2 separate regions of the Arabidopsis thaliana genome follow, and region 1 is linked to region 2. The links are chromatin contacts, called in public capture Hi-C maps. All regions are on one chromosome and are shown on one strand. The core of a region is the stretch at or near the end of the contact, and the rest is flanking DNA. Distances in the headings are between cores, read along the strand shown.

The links. Capture Hi-C pulls out chosen DNA fragments and counts their contacts.
Region 1: a contact with region 2 is called in a capture Hi-C map of root, with 4 times the contacts expected there. A contact is called at or near these places in 1 of 26 Hi-C or Micro-C datasets (callus) and 1 of 3 other capture datasets (root).

The regions. Positions count from the first base shown.
Region 1 is chr1:25,939,302-25,945,501 of TAIR10.1, reverse strand. BIM2 (BES1-interacting Myc-like protein 2) reads right to left here and starts at 3,873. Exons shown (of 7, transcript NM_105572.5): 1 at 3,593-3,873; 2 at 3,338-3,422; 3 at 3,007-3,076; 4 at 2,828-2,923; 5 at 2,330-2,691; 6 at 2,073-2,202; 7 at 1,237-1,989. The coding sequence starts at 3,698. The coding sequence ends at 1,903. MGP3 (male gametophyte defective 3) reads left to right here and starts at 4,506. Exons shown (of 19, transcript NM_105571.4): 1 at 4,506-5,508; 2 at 5,654-5,878; 3 at 5,994-6,127. The coding sequence starts at 4,747. It overlaps AT1G69000 (a tRNA gene), which reads right to left and starts at 4,338; the gene lies at 4,267-4,338. It overlaps AT1G69020 (Prolyl oligopeptidase family protein), which reads left to right. Exons shown (of 10, transcript NM_001334396.1): 6 at 1-90; 7 at 219-643; 8 at 760-976; 9 at 1,065-1,258; 10 at 1,355-1,616. The coding sequence ends at 1,553.
Region 2 is chr1:25,868,132-25,874,378 of TAIR10.1, reverse strand. RTFL15 (ROTUNDIFOLIA like 15) reads left to right here and starts at 3,959. Exons shown (of 2, transcript NM_001160987.1): 1 at 3,959-4,124; 2 at 4,288-4,503. The coding sequence starts at 4,293. The coding sequence ends at 4,433. It overlaps AT1G68820 (Transmembrane Fragile-X-F-associated protein), which reads right to left. Exons shown (of 14, transcript NM_105556.5): 10 at 6,217-6,247; 11 at 6,087-6,147; 12 at 5,929-6,009; 13 at 5,759-5,838; 14 at 5,351-5,657. The coding sequence ends at 5,579. It overlaps STN7 (Serine/Threonine kinase domain protein), which reads left to right. Exons shown (of 10, transcript NM_105557.6): 5 at 1-102; 6 at 194-287; 7 at 411-504; 8 at 610-666; 9 at 1,065-1,478; 10 at 1,564-1,967. The coding sequence ends at 1,725.

The sequences.
Region 1 (6,200 bases), core at 2,624-5,123, 71 kb before region 2:
CCACTTCCAGTTGATTCATGCAGTGTTGCCCCTGGTTCAAACCACGACTTCCAGAGCTCTATATACCGAGTGGTGCTTTCGTCTCCTGTGGTAAATAAAGAAACGGGTTTCTCTATTTGTTTTAGCTTTGAACCATAACATAGTTTATTTGCATTTGAATTTTTCTTTCTACTCTGATACTTTCTCTGAATATCTTACTGTTATTGTTGGAATTGCAGATTCCTGACACTATCGTTGACTATGACGTGTCAAGAAGATTGTTCTCAATTGTGCAGCAGGAGGGAGGGGTTGTAGATAATTCTGATAGTAGTAAGCCATGGTACACAGCAGATCGCTCTACAGAGAATAACGGTCAACTTAATGATAGAACCAGCGAGGGAGAAGATGGTCAGTTAGATTCTCGAATGCCTAAATGGGAGGACTTATCTGATACATATGTTTGTGAAAGACAAGAAGTTTCTTCACATGACGGAGTTGAAGTCCCTCTTACAATTCTGTATTCACGAGAAGCATGGAAGAAGAGTGAGTCACCGGGAATGTTGATAGGTTATGGCGCTTATGGAGAAGTTTTGGACAAAAGCTGGTGCACAAATCGATTGAGTATGCTTGATCGTGGTTGGGTGATTGCTTTTGCTGATGTGAGGTCAGTCACTAAACATAACCAAAGCATTCAATTATCATTTGCTTCAAGTTGACATCACTTGGTATAATAGTGGTTGATTTGAATGTGCTTCTATAAGAGTTTTATTTTGGCCTCAGGGGAGGAGGCAGTGGGGAGTTTTCATGGCACAAATCCGGAACTAGATCGTTGAAACAAAATTCAATCCAAGATTTCATATACAGTGCTAAATATCTAGTCGAAAAAGGCTATGTGCATAGACATCATCTTGCTGCTGTTGGGTACAGTGCAGGAGCTATTCTTCCAGCTGCAGCTATGAATATGCACCCGAGTCTATTTCAAGCTGTGATTTTGAAGGTAAGAATATTATGGCATAGCAAATGCATTAAGTTGTGTCCAGAATAATCAAAAGCTCAAATCATTAAGGTGTGTACCATTTGGGCAGGTTCCTTTTGTAGATGTATTAAACACATTATCGGATCCAAATTTACCTCTCACACTCCTGGACCATGAAGAATTCGGGAACCCAGACAACCAAACTGACTTCGGATCGATCCTTAGCTATTCTCCATATGATAAGATACGAAAAGATGTTTGCTATCCGTCCATGCTTGTCACTACTTCGTTTCATGACTCAAGGCAAGCTAGCTTCACAAAAGAACCCTTAAACCCATATCTCTTTTTTGTTTTAAGTAAGAATCTTTGGATCATAGTTTGCGTGTGTTATTGGGTCAGGGTTGGAGTATGGGAAGGTGCAAAATGGGTGGCTAAGATAAGGGATAGTACGTGCCACGACTGCTCCCGAGCTGTGATTCTGAAAACAAATATGAACGGAGGGCATTTTGGTGAAGGTGGTCGCTATGCTCAATGCGAAGAGACTGCCTTTGATTATGCTTTTCTTCTCAAAGTTATGGGTCATCACAACAATAGATAAAAGCATCACATCATCTTTGGTTTAGCATCAAATGATTTTATAATAGTCTTTCACTTTAAGGTTAAGAGATTGCTAGCCTTTGATCTCGCTCTCTCAACAAAAAAGGAAGATCAAATCGGAAAAAAATGATGCAATAACTTGAAACCACAAGAGATCATATTTGATAGGTTACATGAATGATGCAGAAGATGATACAAACTCAGAACCACAAAAAAACGCAGAATCTACTAACCAAAGTTTATCTTAACGAGTACTATAGGAACCCCTAGAAGCCGAACAATGTACACGATACAAGGAATCTGTCAATACATTTATATATTCCAGCGCCGTGGAGCCTGAGAGAGAAATGTCACAGTGTTTTCATCCGCTTGTGAGAATGTTCAGATTCTTCCTCAACGCTTGAATCCCTTCCTTGCGTATCATATGATAATGGATTCTGTATAGAAAAATGTATCAACATCATGATATATGGCTATTGTTACAAAACTAAGTATGAAGCATTTCGAACCAACTATTTACCTTACTTGATGGCTCTTCATGAGTTAGACCTTGATTGGCTCGCTTCCCAAGATCGATCTGCACAGAAAGCTTTGCTTGCGACAGATCAATGCCTGCATTCTGGAGTGCTTGTGTTAATGAGCTCAATAACCTGGCCATTTCAGAATTAATGTCTCACAAGATTAGTACACAATGCAGTTAAAAAAAAAGGGTAGAAGCGAACACATCAATGGCAGCACAGTAACAGAAACGAGGAAGACTTAGAAGATCAGACTCACTCATGCGAGTAGGCACTAGAGATGCTAATGGTTCCACCTTCAATAACCAGGTCATTACTTTGGCCTAGCCCATCACTAGTTGCAGGACATTCATTAGCTTGTTCGCCTTGTACCATTGGAAGAATTGGTTGTAGTGGTGGTAATCCTTTGTCGTCTAACTCAGGTTGACTTTCAATCGATATGCCGGTTATAGCTCTTGCTTTGTCAGATTCAATCGGGATTTGCGGTTCTGCAATAATTGCAGGTGTCGAAGTCACAGTGTTGTCTTCAAACTTTCCAGGAAAAGGTATCCCTGGACCAGATCCATTATTTATAGCTACTGGGTGGTTCCCCAAACTTTGAACTCGCCAATGATTATTCCTCTGTTCCAATCAAGAAAACATAACCTTCAGCTAAAAGTCACACAAAGAAAGCCTTGCGGGTGCAAAAACATACTCAGAATCTACAATCACAGAAACTCATTGAGAAACCGACATAAGAAGAAGCTCAAAACTTTACCCATGGCGTCAACTTTGTTGGTTCCTGACTCCAACCTGGATACGATCCTTCATACTTTTGCACCTTCTCTTGTAAATACTGAACATAATCTATCACCTAGAATGGAATAGCGGTATTAAGCTAACAACATCTAAAAGACAGGATATTCGCACAAAGCATCATCAAATACCATGACATACCTCTAAAAGGAATGAAGCAGTGTCACGTTTTTGTTCACTGTTGGGAATTAGTTCTCTCAATATCTGAAATCTGAGAAGAGATTTATGAATTCAGCACTCAGAACAAGAACAATAATTATAATGTAACTAAGTCCTATATCAAACACCACAAAACTGAAGCAGAGCAAAATTCCCAAACACAAGTCCTAAGTATTCTTATGATTTTGTTAGCAAAGTAATTGAATTTTGATTCAGATATCAAAACAAAGAATGTCGCGTTTACTCCTAATCTCAAGTTCTCACAAAAACAACAATCCAAAAAGTTTGAAATCCTCACTTTATATCAACATACCTTTCATTGATTTTGCTTCTTCTACGTTGCTCAGTGACCGAATGTTTAGAACGTATCGCACTAGCTTTATCATTTTCCTTTGAATCTGCTTTCAAAATCAAACACCGAATCACACAGAGACAAAACTTAGAAAAATCTAATCCCAAACTATTCAAATCCATCTCGATACATATCAACAATAGCTCCAACCAAAACACAAATTGACGAAACAACAACTAAGAAAAATTCAAAAGTCTCCCAAATCGAACAATTTACCTCTGTTGCTATGAACAGTAGTGTTGGAAGAAGGACCTTCACGTTTAGAGTTAAAGTCTTCTTCTCCGTAATCTTCTTCCTCTTGATTTCCTTTTCCGGTTCTCATCTTCGCCGGAGAATTTCGACTGTTTATTGTTTTATTTTCAACTTTTGCCGTCGACGAGCTCTTTTTTGTTGCTTATTTGTTTTTTGTTTTTTGGGTGCCTCGTGACTCGGCTGAGTTCTAGTTAGCTGTGGGAGAGACTACGTGAGTTTACTTGAGCTTTTGTCCGTCAGTTTCGTGATTTGGAGACGTGTACGACTTGATGTGATTACCCGGTTAGGCCTCTAAATGAACCGTAGCTTGTGATGACACGTGGGATTCACGTGATAAGACGAGATTCTAACCTATCAGATTTAAGGTGGTCACGTGATGCACGTGGTCTCTTTCTGATCTGTTAATTTTCACGTACTATGTTTGTTTCTAATCGAACGGTGACATATGGCTATGTTTCCAAAACAATACTATAAAGGGCCGAATGGAATTATCAGACTTGGGCCAAACCCAAACTTTACAAAGGAAAAAAAGAAGTAACATATGCCTATGTTTCCAAAACAATACTATACCTTATTCGAATTTATCAGACATGGGCTAAGCCCAAAAGTTACAAAAAAAAAAAAAAGAGTAACAATACTATCAGAGCCAGGTTTCGATCCTGGGACCTGTGGGTTATGGGCCCACCACGCTTCCGCTGCGCCACTCTGATTTGTTGTTGTAATGTTAATTAGGTATATATTTATCATGGTAATGTATAACTCGTGCCAGAATATGGGCTTTGAGCCCAAATAAGAGCGTAACGGATCTGATAAGCGGGTCGGGTTTGACAAGATCCATGAAATGTGAAGCAGAAACCAAAGGTTTTATGAAGGGTTTATTTCGGCGGCTGTGTTTGTACTTCACGGCGCCTTCTCTTTTCTCCAGATCTCTCTTCTCTTCACCCAAGTCTTGTTTTTAATCTGTTCTTCGAATCTGAACTCTTTGATTTCTATGTTTGTATTAATAACTCTACAAAATCAAGTAGCTACATAGCCCGAGATTGTGCTCGTGGAGGCAGTAAACTATCTGAAGCAGCCACTATTACCATTTCGTGGCGATCACAAAAACGATTCAAAAAATGTGGAGGAACATTCTGGGAAGAGCTTCATTGAGAAAGGTTAAGTTTTTATCTGATTCTAGCTCCTCCGGTACTCATTATCCAGTGAATAGAGTCCGTGGGATTCTGTCTTCTGTTAATCTCAGTGGCGTTAGAAATGGTTTATCTATAAATCCAGTCAACGAAATGGGTGGATTAAGCTCGTTTCGTCATGGTCAATGTTATGTGTTTGAAGGGTATGCTACAGCTGCGCAAGCTATTGATTCGACTGATCCTGAAGATGAGTCTTCTGGGTCTGATGAAGTTAATGAATTGATAACGGAAATGGAGAAAGAAACTGAGAGAATCCGTAAAAAAGCTAGGCTTGCAGCTATACCGCCAAAGAGAGTCATTGCGGGAATGGGAGCACAGAAGTTCTATATGCTGAAGCAGAGACAGGTGAAAATGGAGACTGAAGAATGGGAAAGAGCAGCGAGAGAGTGTAGAGAGATTCTAGCTGATATGTGTGAGCAGAAGCTTGCACCGAATTTACCTTATATGAAGTCTTTGTTTCTAGGCTGGTTTGAGCCTGTGCGTAATGCTATTCAAGATGATCTTGATACTTTTAAAATCAAGAAAGGGAAGATTCCGTATGCGCCTTTTATGGAGCAGTTACCGGCTGATAAGATGGCTGTTATCACTATGCATAAGATGATGGGATTGTTGATGACTAATGCGGAAGGCGTTGGCATTGTTAAGCTAGTGAATGCTGCTACTCAGATCGGGGAAGCTGTTGAGCAGGAGGTGGGTTTTAATTTCTCTTGTTGCTTTTGATGCTATTTCATGATGTGTGAATCTAGGAATGTGTCATTGATACATATTGCCTTGTCCCCATGGGGTATGAAGTGTATATTGGTTTGATGGTTTGTGTATTTTGTTACTGGATCAGGTCAGGATCAACAGTTTTTTGCAGAAAAAGAATAAAAAAAATGCAACTGACAAGACGATCAATACAGAAGCTGAGAATGTTTCAGAAGAAATTGTGGCCAAAGAAACGGAAAAGGCGAGGAAACAAGTTACTGTACTGATGGAAAAAAATAAGTTGAGGCAAGTAAAAGCATTAGTGAGGAAACATGACTCATTCAAGCCATGGGGTCAAGAGGCTCAAGTGAAGGTTTGTTTATACTTCCACCCTTGTCAATGCACAGAGCTTTATAATAGTTCTTATTTTCCTTCTCTTTTTTTTTCTCGTCTCTGTGATTTAATAATATTGACTCTTGTGCTTCTAGGTCGGCGCACGTTTGATTCAGCTGCTGATGGAAAATGCATATATACAACCTCCAGCTGAACAGTTTGATGATGGTCCACCTGACATCCGACCTGCTTTTAAGCAAAATTTCAGAACTGTCACATTAGAAAATACGTAAGAGTCTTGAATTTCTGTTTATGCTCATTCACATGTATCTGTCTCTGTCTCTCCCTCTCCTTGTATCTGC
Region 2 (6,247 bases), core at 2,710-5,209:
TTCAGACTATCATGAGACAACTCTTGTTTGCATTGGATGGTCTTCACTCAACTGGGATTATCCATAGGGATGTTAAGCCTCAGAACATTATTTTCTCAGAAGGTAAAATCATCTGAGTTCTTGAACCTTTTTGAGCAATGAACCCAATGAAAAGATGAGGACTCATGTTTTGTGTCGACTAAAACTTGAGCAGGTTCTCGTTCTTTCAAGATTATCGATCTTGGAGCTGCAGCTGATTTGAGAGTGGGAATTAACTACATTCCAAAAGAGTTTCTCCTTGATCCAAGGTCTTTTTCTTTTCAAAATTTGTATCTTTCTCTGGCAAGGATCATAAATGTGAACTTTCTGTTGTTGTAAACTTCACGTTTCTCCGTTAATAAGTATCTTTCTTTTCGGGTTGTTGCTTTCAGGTATGCAGCACCTGAGCAATACATCATGAGCACCCAAACTCCATCTGCACCTTCAGCACCTGTTGCAGCTGCACTTTCCCCTGTCCTGTGGCAGGTGCAAACTTAATTGTTTGACTATGCGACCTTAGTTGATATAAAGCTATCCTAGTTTCATAAACTTAAGTGTTGGAATTTGATACTTATTGTTTTGTCCAAACAGATGAATTTGCCAGATAGGTTCGATATCTATAGCATTGGCCTCATCTTCCTTCAAATGGTAAGCAGCGATTCACCAATTGGCTTTAGTTTTCTCTGGATTTTCGACTCACGCATGTTCAACTATCTTTTGACAAGCCCATAGTCCGTGTGTTCTGGTTGTGTCAATTAATGTTAAAAATGCGTTCATCAGTCAGTGACTAGGATTAGAGTAAAATAGGAGCTCTTTCAGGTTTCTAGGGGTGTTAGTTTGAGCCTTGGGAGAGTAGGGAATGCTCTAGAATTCATTGCCCTGGATTACTTTTGGTTCTGTTGTTTTGATTGTTCTTGTTTTTTATCATCCCTTCTTCGATTATCAGAGCAGAAACCAGTTTCGTTCTTATCAGCTTCCTTGTGATGGAAAACGAATCCATCATACATACTATCTGTTAATATTCTCATCATGCTTTACCATTCCAGGCATTCCCATCCTTACGATCTGACAGCAACCTCATTCAGTTCAACCGCCAGCTGAAAAGATGTGACTATGACTTAACAGCTTGGAGAAAACTAGTGGAGCCTCGTGCAAGCGCTGATCTCCGTAGAGGGTTCGAGCTTGTAGATCTAGACGGTGGAATCGGATGGGAACTTCTAACATCGATGGTCCGGTACAAAGCAAGACAAAGAATCAGCGCAAAAGCAGCTCTTGCTCACCCATATTTCGATAGACAAGGATTGCTCGCGTTGTCCGTCATGCAAAACTTGAGAATGCAATACTTCAGGGCTACACAACAGGACTACAGTGAAGCAGCAAATTGGGTAATACAGTTAATGGCAAAAAATGGGACAGAAAAAGATGGTGGATTCACAGAAACACAACTCCAAGAACTCAGGGTTCGTTGTCAATCTATACTCTTTTCATTTTCTTCGAGTACCTCCTCAAGCCTTAACCATTGTTTCTCTTTTTGTAATATTATAGGAGAAAGAGCCTCGAAAGAAAGCGAATGCGCAAAGAAATGCTCTTGCATCAGCACTTAGGCTTCAGAGGAAGCTTGTGAAAACAGTCACTGAGACCATAGATGAGATTAGCGATGGCCGCAAGACCGTTTGGTGGAACCGATGGATCCCCAGAGAGGAGTGAGGACAGACTCTACTTACAATATATCATTTTTCATTTCGGTTTCGATAGTGTAAATCTCAATGTATATCTTATTAGCCCTTAGTAAAATTTCTACTACTTGTAAAATCAAGTAATCTTAAAGAAAAAGATGTATTGTACCTAAATCCACAAACTTGGGAGTCTCTGACTCTGTTTCTGAAGTTTCATAACTTTGTGAATACTTGTTTATGTCCTAGGAATTTGTGAAACCCTCAATTAAAAAAACAAAAACAGAAAGAAGGTATCTTGAACAGCACGTTACCCTTTCGGGCTTCGGACCTGAGAAGTGAAAAACCATGAGCTACGCACGAAGAGTCAGAGAAGTCTCTGGTCAAGCAATATAGCTTGCTGGCTCTCGAGGTAAGTAATTGTCTATTTTAATTTGTCTAAACAAATTCCGTTCGTACGCCATTGAAGCTGGAGTCGTTTCTCTAACTCAACCTTTTTTTTTTTTCACTCAGAGCACATGCATTTAATACTCTAATACATAATTTTATGGCTTGCTTTTAGCAGATTTTATATTATAACCCAATATAACAATAGCATCTAACATTTTTTGGAGTAGGGCTTCGAATTAATATAGCAGAATAGATAGTTCAATGGTCGAATAGCTTCTAGTTGAATAGTCGTAAAACGTTAACAGAAAGTGGTTTAATTTTTTCTTCTAGTTCTGTTTTTTTGGCATACCACCAACTAGTGGAATCATTTTTCAAAATTATATAAGAATTGATGACGATGAAAAGGTGTATATGAGAATCATTTTTTCACGTTATGAAACCGTATAAAAATGGTATATATATCATTCATGAATGTAGTTTTTTTTTTTTGTATATCATTCATGAATGTAGTTGTTTGAGCTTTGTTGGATCTAAAAGGTATAATGATCACTCTCACGTTTATCCATCGCACAAAGCACACGTACGTAACTTTTTATTAATTACGTACACAGAAACGCAAATACTAATTAATTTGTTTAAATTGGTCACAACCACTAGAGGTGAAGAAAAAGTTGGTTCATAAAAGGACGACAAGATTTCAAAGAAAGAAGAATGACAGAGACCAACTCACATACTTAACCATAGATTAAAAAAGATAAGTGTAACTTTTAGTATTTTCTAAAACTTGTTCTTTTAGACGACCAAAAGCTAAAGGCATTTTGTGAATCACGAGAACCTCACGTGCGGTTCCACTCTCCATATTCGAGGACTTCACTTTAACCAATGACAACAGCCAGTAAACCACATCAAACCACACCTAGCTCTACTTGGTTATTTGTGTAGCTAATTATTTAATTAACTTCAATCTTAACGTTAACTATGAAGCTGTGATATAGCTGTAGGATAAGATCTTCCAGTGCTAATTTTAATACCCTTTGTTTTGAGTTGTTAACGATTAATGTGAATTGAAAAAAAGAAGAAGATGATTTACTTCTCAAATCATACCAACTATTTGTCGGGTTTTTGGTAAAAGATTGATACAATCTCACTTATTATATTTAGAAGAATCTAGAACTTAGGATTATGCCACCTAATTAACGCCTAACTGTCCCACATTTAGTTATATAGTTTGGTCTTTAATACTGTTATTGACGTTTGTTTAATTGTTTCTATCACCAATTTCGGCGCAATGCATTTTTATACTCTACAGAACTTCATACAATTTGTCTACCAATAATTTATATCTGACTGAAATAGACTAAACATAAAATTCGATCCTTTGAATATTTCTCCATGTGGCTACCAGATTTTACTAGTGTATATATTACTTCTAAACTACAATTGGTCGCTATGGAAATATCACTAGCTCACAAGTCGCAACAACTATTTAACCTATGTCTATTAATTAAAGGAATTTAATGTTATTCTTCATTAGTTATTATTATCAATCGCAATCATCATTAAATCTCAAATATGATTTACAATATGTTGCGGGGACCAGGCCACTTGTCGATTTTGGATGGTTAGTATAGTAGTTCCCGACAATTTTGGTTGGTCACATCTTTTGCTAACTTCGAATACGGGTTGGTATACACTTAGGATTTTAGACAAAACCATATCAAAGACTGATACACTTAAGATTTTAGACAAAATCCATTATATGAAAGACTAAACCAATCGAATTCGGTATAGTATTCATTGGTTACAGAAAATGGTAATTGAGTGGATCCGACTTTAACAATTTTGGGTTTGGTTAATGTTTTCATGAAGAGAGAGAAGCAAAAGCATGTGATAGAGGATAAATAATCACATTTAGGGCAAAGATTCCTTCAAAAGATGGGGTCCACGTGGGTATGGAGGGGCACAGTGTCCGGTGGGTTAGGGAACAGTGCACAAACCCCAACGGACCCACTCGTTGCCTCTTTCATGGACCGGTCTAGTTCGGTACGGTTCGGTTTCTGTCCTTAGCCACCACCTTTTTCTCACTTCTATATATAACTCCTCTTCATGTATCACCTTCTTCATACTCCATAACATCATTTATATCTCTCTCTTTCACATTCAGTTCCAAAACAAATTACACATTCTTGATTTGTGATCGTTATAGAGAAAATGAAGACGACCGGTTCGAGTGTAGGAGGAACAAAGAGGAAGATGTGGAGCCGTGGAGTGGGAGGAGTGGTTAGAGAGCAAAAGGCTAAGCTTTACATCATAAGGAGGTGTGTTGTCATGCTTCTTTGTTGGCATGACTAAAATCAAATCATTATCAACATCATCATCATCAGCTTAATGAAGACTAACCAAAGATTTTCTTCCTTTTTCCTCTTTTTTTGTTGCGGGTCTTACTTATAACCAACCCTTGGGAAGAAAGCTTTTATATGTATTGGCTTCTAAACGGAGCTATATATGTATTCCTTTTTTGTAGTAGATTTTTCATCCCAAAGAAGGTTTTTTCAGATGTATATTTGTAACTTATTAATCGATATCTTTTGCTGTTTATTGCTGATTAAGTTTCTTTAATTTTGCTTCCGATATAATGACCTTCACAGTTCACACCAAACAATTTATAAAGGTACAATTCTAATTTTTTTACTATCAAAATATATTGAGAAGAAATAGAATAAATAACATGCATGATCCATCATATTTTCTTCACCATTTATAAAGGTACAATTCTAATTCTTTTTTGTCAAAATGAGTTTAATTCACAACAGAATAATAACAAAAATCAATTACATTATCACCAACTCTTTTTATATAAAAATGCGGCGGACTATAGACAAAAATACCAGAAAATAAGAGTTTAGAGATCTTTTAAAACACAAAATTTGTTTTGATATTGTTTTTTTATAATTGATTTTTCTATTAAATGCATGAGAAATAAATTGTTACAAAGCCTTTTAAGTCACATTCGGCTAACAGCCCAAACATACCAAAAAGAAGAACCATGTTAGAATCACATTAGAAATACATAGTTGAGGCCCAATATGTAACTTTGATCAAATACCCAATCTGTTGATCAATCTCATCGGTTTGTGGCCATATTCTTAGTTGATCATTCCCTTGTTCCTTTAAACATGCAGAGAACAGAAAAGCTTTTTTGGATGCTCACTGCCTAACCTCGATTCAAAATCCTTTAACAGTAATATGTTTTATTTCTTAACCGTTACCACTTGTATGAATCTTTGCAAATTGTATGATCAAAAAAAAAAAAAGAGAGAAAGAAGATTCATGACATATACGATGGTTTACAGTATTATTTACATCCACTCGAAAACGAATCAGAATTTTTCCTATGCAAGTTGTAACATATATATATATAGTGCTTGCTTCATTACTAAAACAAAACCAAACAAGCAAGAAATGTATTCTTCATTTCTGGATTGGAGCTCTGAAATCTACACATCGTATACAGGCATACGCTCCTCGATCAGGACACGACAAATCGGACATTTCTTGCATTTCTCGCAGCATGTACTGAAAACCAAATGTATCAGTAAAATATCAATTATAGCCAAATGCTAATTCTACTATGCGGTTAAAGTGAGATAGAGAACAAAGAAGGAGCTTCGGTTTACCTGCAGAGGACGTGATGTCTACATGGGAGTAGAACCACGTTGATCGGATCTTCAAAGCAAACTCTACAAAGAATCTTCTCCTGAAATTCAAAATTTTGTAATTTATTGGGTTAAGCAAATCGTTACTTCTGTGGAGGTTACTAAACAGAGAAAATGAGTGGAGGGAGTACGTTTTGAAGCCTTTCGTACTCTTGCTGGCTATAACTGGTGATATCTGTTTGCTCACTCAATGCAGCTTGAAGTCTCCATATCTGGTGAGGGATTTAAAGATTAAAGATTTTGCTTTGGTTTCAGATATTAAAAAGGAAATGACTTATGTGTAACTTACCTCTTCAACAAGATCAGACTTTGGCATTTTCTTCACAACCTCTGGTGAGAAGGTGTTGTATCTGAGTCAAACAAAATTGTTGTTAACAGAGCCAAATTGACGACTTGTTAGCAAAAGATGAGAGCTTTACCCAGTAGCTTCTCCAGAGTAGAGCCTTGCTT